Regions from separate parts of the Sus scrofa genome. Here region 2 is linked to region 1. A link is a contact called in public promoter capture Hi-C data. All regions are on one chromosome and are shown on one strand. The core of a region is the stretch at or near the end of the contact, and the rest is flanking DNA. Distances in the headings are between cores, read along the strand shown.

Region 1 (3,561 bases), core at 386-2,885:
CCCCTTCTTCACCCACCTTGGGTGCTGTCAGACTTCTTTGAACAACCCCCCCTTTTTTTTGCATCATCCCAAGTACGTGGCTACCAAAATTCACGTGGGCCCAGACAAAGCCAGTTCCCATGAAAGGCTCACGGGGAGAGGCAAAATTGTCCTCCTGGCTAGGATTGCCTTTGTTCTAGAAACCCTACTTTGCTGGCTGGGAAACATGTGGGCATCCTCCCTTGGCATGGTGAGAGCAGCTGTGGTCGTCTTTGGGGCTGACCTCAGCCAGATTCTATTTTAGGGAACCCACAAGGGACCTTTCGCCCGGGAGCTACAGTTAGCCTTGTTTTTATTCCGTGTTTTTTTGGTTGGTTGGTTGGTTGGTTGGTTGGCTGGTTTTGGCTTTTTGCCTTTTAGGGATGCATCTATGGCATATGCAGTTTCCCAGGCTAGGGGCTAGGAGTCGAATCGGAGCTGCAGCTGCCGGCCACAGCCACAGCCCGCAGCCACGCCAGATCTGAGCCGCGTCTGCGATCTAAACCCCAGCTCACAGCAACGCCAGATCCTTAACCCACTGAGTGAAGCCAGGGATCAAACCCATGTCCTCATGGGTATTAGTCGGCTTCATTACTGCTGAGCCGCAGCAAGAACTCTCTTGCATTTTAACCAGCCAGGCTTTCAGGGTCTCTAACCTTGTAGTCCATCCCTGATATTAAGAGATGGAGGAGTTCCCGTCGTGGTGCAGTGGTTAACAAGTCCGACTAGGAACCATGAGGTTGTAGGTTCGATCCCTGGCCTTGCTCAGTGGGTTAAGGATCTGGTGTTGCTGTGAGCTGTGGTGTATGTTACAGACGCGGCTCAGATCCAGGATTGCTGTGGCTATGGCATAGGCCAGCGGCTACAGCTCTGATTAGACCCCTAGCCTGGAAACCTCCATACGCCGTGGGAAGCGGCCCTAGAAAAGGCGAAACGACAAAAAAAAACAAACAACAACAACAAAAAAAAAGAGATGGGAAGGGCATCCCCCAGGCTGGCCTGTGGCTCAGCCAAGCCCCAGCAACCACTGCTCCTTGATTTCCTTTCCCCAGCGAGACGCCAGTTATGACTTCCCCAGCCCGTCTCTTAGGAAGTATCAACAAGGCATGAGCTATGTGCTAGAAGATGAAAATACACCGAAGGATATAACACTTCAGATCACATTTTGGAAGGCGTTAACAAGGCACATTAAAAGTTCACCTTTCAAAGGAGCAAGAAAGTGTTCTTTCTTCTGTTAAGGGATCTCTCTGATCTCATTAGGCCACGGGCTATTTAAACTCTGCCCCTTGGCTTCCCAGCGGAAGGCCCAGAGTCAGCTTTGGGGGCAGGGCCAATCCAGCCTCTCTTGCATTCTCCACAGCAGAAGGCTGGCATTTAGCCTGTGGTCTTAATATTCCTGTTGGGACCTCCTGATGGGTGAGCCCCTCTTGCCTTTCAGAGCTGATCCAGGTCAGAGTAGGGTGTTAGTGAGATTCTTAAAGTTGCAAGTAATAAAAATAAAATAAAAAAGTCTGATCTAAAGCAGTTTAACCAAAACAAACAATAGCAACTAATGTACTGGAGATCAGGCTTCAGGAATGGAACCATCCAGGAGGCTCAAGGGATGACAAGATTTGGTCTCACTCCATCTCTTGGCTCTGTGAGTATCATGGCAGGCTACAGCTCCAGGCTTACAGAGTCCCCATAGAAAAGGGGACCATTTTCCAGGATGCTTGACCAAAAATCCCAGGGTTAGCTCCGATGGGACCTGATTGGCCAGGCCTAAATCACAGGCCCACTGCAAGGCCAGGGGAGGAGGCAGTTGTAGCGAGGACTTGGAGACCTAGAATGTGGGAGGGGTGTTTACCAGAGGAGAACCACAAATAACCACTGCAGAGAGGGGTCCTTTGGCCAAGGCAGCCCACAGCTGGCCGGTAGAGTCAAGCCTTTGTTTCTTTGAAGAGAATGTGTGAGAGCCAGATCCGCCCCCCTCCACAGCTGGCTGGGTCCCTGCACTAGGAGGACAGCTGTGCTGTTTGCTTTTCCCTGTCTTCAAGGAGATCTCAGCTAGGAATTGAGGCTAGCTAGGGTCCATGGACACTCACGCCCCTGGGTCCCCCCCCCAACAACCTTCTCTACTTTCCAGAAAGGGCGTCTCCTGTGTGCACATGCATGGGAGCTCAGAAGGTTCGGAGATGCTAAAGCAAAGAGGTTGTCACGAGTCTGGTCTTGGAACATGCCTTCCTCACCCTGCTTCTCTCTGCTCCGACTTCCCTTAGTTCTGTCTGGGCTGAGTTGACCCTAATGTCACTTAAAATCAAATTGCTTCTGGAGTTCCCATCATGGCTCAGCAGAAATGAATCTGACTAGCATCCATGAGGACACAGGTTCCATCCCTGGCCTCACTCAGTGGGTGAAGGATCTGGCATTGCCATGAGCTGTGGTGTAGGTCAAAGACACAGCTTGATCCTGAGTCGCTGTGGCTGTGGTGGAGGCTGGCAGCTACAGCTCTGATTCGACTCCTAGCTTGAGAACCTCCATATGCTGTGGGTGTAGCCCTAAAATGACAAAAACAAACAAACAAACAAACCCAAGTTGCTCCTAAGTAATGAAGTGTAATGGTTAAAAACATAGTATCTGGAGCCAGTATGGCGTTGGTGGTCAAGAATACAGATTCTCTTGGAGTTCCCATCATGGCACAGCAGTTAACGAACCCGATGAGGATCCATGAGGATGCAGGTTCGATCCCTGGCCTCGCTCAGTGGGTTAAGGATCTGGCGTTGCCATGAGCCGTGGTGTAGGTCACAGATGAGGCTCAGATCCCCTGTTGCTGTGACTGTGGTGTAGGCTGGTGGCTACTGCTCTGATTCGACCCCTAGCCTGGGAACCTCCACATGCTGTGGGTGCAGCCCTAAAAAAAAAAAAAAAGGCAATAAATAAATAAATTTTAAAAATTTTTTAAAAAAAAGGAAAGGATTTTTTTTGGTGCGTGTGACACAGCAGGTTAAGGATTCGATGTTGTCTCTGCAGCGGCAAGAGTTTGATCCCAGCCCAGCACAGTGGGTTAAGGATCCAGCGTTGCCGAAGCTGCCACTCAGATTTGATCCCTGGCCTGGGAGCTTCCATGTGCCTTGGGTGCTACCAAAAAAGAAAAAGGTGGATGTCTAAAAGTAAAAAAAAAAAAGGACTTCCCATTGTGGCACAGTGGTTAATGAATCTGACTAGGAACCATGAGGTTGCAGGTTCGATCCCTGGCCTTGCTCAGTGGGTTAGGGATCTGGCGTTGCCATGAGCTGTGGTGTAAGTTGCAGACGCAGCTCGGATCCCGCATTGCTGTGGCTGTGGTGTAGGCTGGTGGCTACAGCTCCAATTCGACCCCTAGCCTGGGAACCTCCATGTGCCATGGAAGCGGCCCTAGAAAAGGCAAAAAGATGAAAATAAATAAATAAATAAATAAATAAATAAAAGTACGCCGCAAATAAGAAATGCTGTTTATTCACCTTTCAGAGGTGATAAAGTGCGGACCTCTTTTGTCATTGCTTCAGATCTCCTTTCTTCCCCCCC
Region 2 (3,260 bases), core at 543-3,042, 220 kb after region 1:
TGAATGGTTTCTCTTCTCTTTACCATGTGCTCAGTGCTGGGGTCTCGCTACTTTTTTCCTCCTTGAGGTTACATTAGTTTTACTAATTTAATAATTTTTGTCTCCCAATTATTTTCCAGCGACTGGTCGCTCCGTGACCGTGTGGACCCATCTGCCATGTCTGGATTCCCCTGACACTGATTCCCTGCCCTGGGCCCCGCGCTTCCTAGCACGGGACACCCGGCACCTCGGGCCACATCCGCTCCCCCATCAATGGGAACTGTGACTTACTTCTCCTGCCGCCTGGGATTTCCATCTGCCTGTGGCATCATTTGCCCCCCGTTAGTGGGGCAAAATAACTGTTTCGTCTACACGGCGTTATCTCCCCTATGCTCCACCAGGCATCTCTGGGTCCCAAGTAAACCCACTTGGGACACATTCTAAATCCAACCTAATTACTCCTCAGAGCACTGGGAGGCAGCCCGGGGCTTCGAGGAGCTGATTATCCACATGCTGTCCAACACTGCTCGGTACTGCACCAGCCCCTCGGAGAGCAGATCTCATTTCTCCGGCTCTGCAAACTCCTTTCCAAACAACGTCCAAGGTGAACCGGAGTAGCAGAGAGCTTAGGGGCAAAGGCTTTTGCTTCTGGCATCTTTGTCCTCATCACCCTGGACAGCAGCCAACAAACACTGAGTGAGGGCCCACGGCTGCGGCGCTCACTGGGGTGTGGGCAGCTCAATGGACCCTCGAAGACCCCTTCTCAGGGCCCTGTTCATGCAGGGGGAGAGCGGGGGTCAGAGACGCTAAGTAACTTTCTCAAGACTACATGGCTAATAACAGCAGAGCTAGGACTGAAATACAAGGGAGCAGGAGCTCCCGCCGTGGCGCAGAGGAAGTGAATTCAACTAGTGTGCATGAAGATATGATTCGACCCCTGGCCTCGCTCAGTGGGCTAAGGATCTGGCATTGCCAGGAGCGGTGGTGTGGGCCACAGAAAAGGCTCAGATCCTACATTGCTGTGGCTGTGGCAGAGGCCAGCAGCTGGAGCTCTGATTCAACCCCTAGCCCGGGAACCTCCATATGGCTCAAATGTGGCCCTAAAAAGCAGGGGGAAAAAAAAAAAAAACCTACAAAAAAGGCACATAACCAATCTTCTATGAGCTGCTCAACCAACCTCTCCCCGCTAGAGTTGTCTTCTCTGTAAGATGGAGAGTAAAATGCCATCTCTGGAGTTCCCGTTGTAGCTCAGCGGGTTGTCTCTGTGAGGACGCAGGTTCGATCCCTGGCCCCACTCAGTGGGTTAAGGATCTGGCATTGCCATAAGCTGCAATGTAGACTGAAGATGTGGCTCGAATCTGGTGTTACTGTGGCTGTGGTATAGGCCATAGCTGCAGCTCTGATTCAATCCCTGGCCTGGGAACTTCCATGTGCCGCAGGAGGAGCCCTAAAAAAAATAAAATAAATTAAGCTACCTCTACTTCATTAAGTTTTCCTTTGGTCTGAATAAGAAAATGGATGGAAGGTGCTTAAAACACCAGTACTCACAGAATGACAGCTACTATTACGTTGCCACTAGCGTGTGGTGTGTGCGTGCATGTGTGTGAGAGAATTTTTGGAAATGTGTGGTTCTGGACATTTAAGAAGAGCCTTACGTTTTGGAGAGGAACTTGTTACACTTCAGGATGGATGCTTCCACGTAACTACAAACACATTCCGTTAAGGAAGACATTTTCCAGATGGCCTGTCCCCTCCGGGGAAAAGCCTCAACTATTCATGAAAAGAACGAGGTGTGTCCTCAGGACAGGGGGCCACGGTGGCTCTCAGCAACCCAGCGAATTAAATTAGCTGGTGGCTTGTGGTTTCTACATCTGCTTTGCAAGGTCTTAGCCTCATTTAAAATAAAATTTGGAAAATGTTACACGCTAGTTCATAGCGGCGTGCTGAAATCTGAACTGGGTCTGCAGCATTTCGAATCGAGGCTTTAGGGGAAAGGATGAAACTTGCAGAACTAAGATTCCATCTGTGTCACATTCTCGGTCCTTCAACACTGGCGTTTGTGCCGAGAAGCTTGATCCCGTTCAAGTTCTTGGAACCAGAGAAAACACATAAAGATACAGCATCGTAATTGAGAAAATTAATGTGGAAATATTCCTTAGGGAAATGAAAGCCTGGTACATGGCATCATAGTCAAAATTTAAAAAAAAAAAAAAAATACAGAACCAGAGCCCAGGGGCTTCTTGGACAAGGTGGCTGGCCCCGTACTTGCAGGGACTGAACTTTCGACAGGAATTTCAGGGCATCCCATCACATGGCTTCCATTGAACAGTGCAACGCTTGCAGCCGGTCTTTAAAATCATCAGACAACAACAACAAAAAAGGATACAATCTCGGAATCAGTTCCCTGATGGAAGCAATCTTGAAAAACCAATTTAAGCATGTTTCTTTGGCTGTGTCATTTACATTCTCTGGAGAGAAGTGATCTGTAATACAGAAATAAGCCCCATCAGCCTTCCTCATTCTTGGGATCTGTTACAGCTGCTCTTAGTCCTGGGATAGGAAAATATTACGGCGGAGCAGAATTAGGGGTGGGGCACCCAGTCCTGTGTCTTTCCTTCCAAATAGCGTTATTACTATTAGGAAACTCTTGGTGACCATGAGCTCACACACAGGGGCTTTCGAAGAGCCAGGCCCTGTTCAGAGGGTGTTCCAGATGTCAGCTCACCTAATCCCCACAAGAGCCCTCTAAGTTATGCACTTTCATTGTTCTCTCTTTTTTTTCGGGGGGGGGGTGTCTTTGTCTTTTTAGAGCTGCACCCGCGGCATATGGAGGTTCCCAGGCTAGGGATCAAATCAGAGCTACAGCTGCCAGCCTACACCATAGCCACAGCCACTTGGGATCCGAGCCGCATCCGCAACCTACACCACAGCTCATGCCAACACCGGATCCTTAACCCACTGATCGAGGCCAGGGACCGAACCCACAACCTCATGGATCCTAGTTGGGTTTGTTCACCACTGAGCCACAACGGGAAGTCCTATTGTTCTCTTTTATAGAACCAGAGGCCGAGGCACAGAGACGTTTAGAGACTTGCCCAGGGCACACAGAAAGCTGGACTTCAACTCAAGCAGTTTGGCTCCTCAGAAGATCCTCTTAGCCACTGCCTCTAATTTAATCCAGAGGTTCTTGGTGTCCCCACCAGTAACTGATGATACTATGGAGTATCGGGCCCAGATGCCTGAGGAACCTGCAACGCTAACATGAACTATGATGGAAGTTT

What was found. Promoter capture Hi-C pulls out the DNA fragments that hold promoters and counts their contacts.
Region 2: a contact with region 1 is called in a promoter capture Hi-C map of fetal skeletal muscle, with 4 times the contacts expected there. A contact is called at or near these places in 2 of 5 promoter capture datasets (fetal skeletal muscle and liver), 2 of 47 Hi-C or Micro-C datasets (fetal skeletal muscle and skeletal muscle) and 1 of 2 datasets of targeted methods (skeletal muscle).

Annotation. Positions count from the first base shown.
Region 1 is chr3:25,888,521-25,892,081 of Sscrofa11.1, forward strand. All of the region lies in intron 2 of GPRC5B (G-protein coupled receptor family C group 5 member B), which reads left to right. Among named protein-coding and RNA genes, the nearest start is that of GPRC5B, 20 kb to the left of the region's middle.
Region 2 is chr3:26,108,244-26,111,503 of Sscrofa11.1, forward strand. It overlaps C3H16orf62 (UPF0505 protein C16orf62 homolog), which reads right to left. Exons shown (of 31, transcript XM_021086527.1): 10 at 2,366-2,462; 11 at 1,635-1,682. Among named protein-coding and RNA genes, the nearest start is that of C3H16orf62, 47 kb to the right of the region's middle.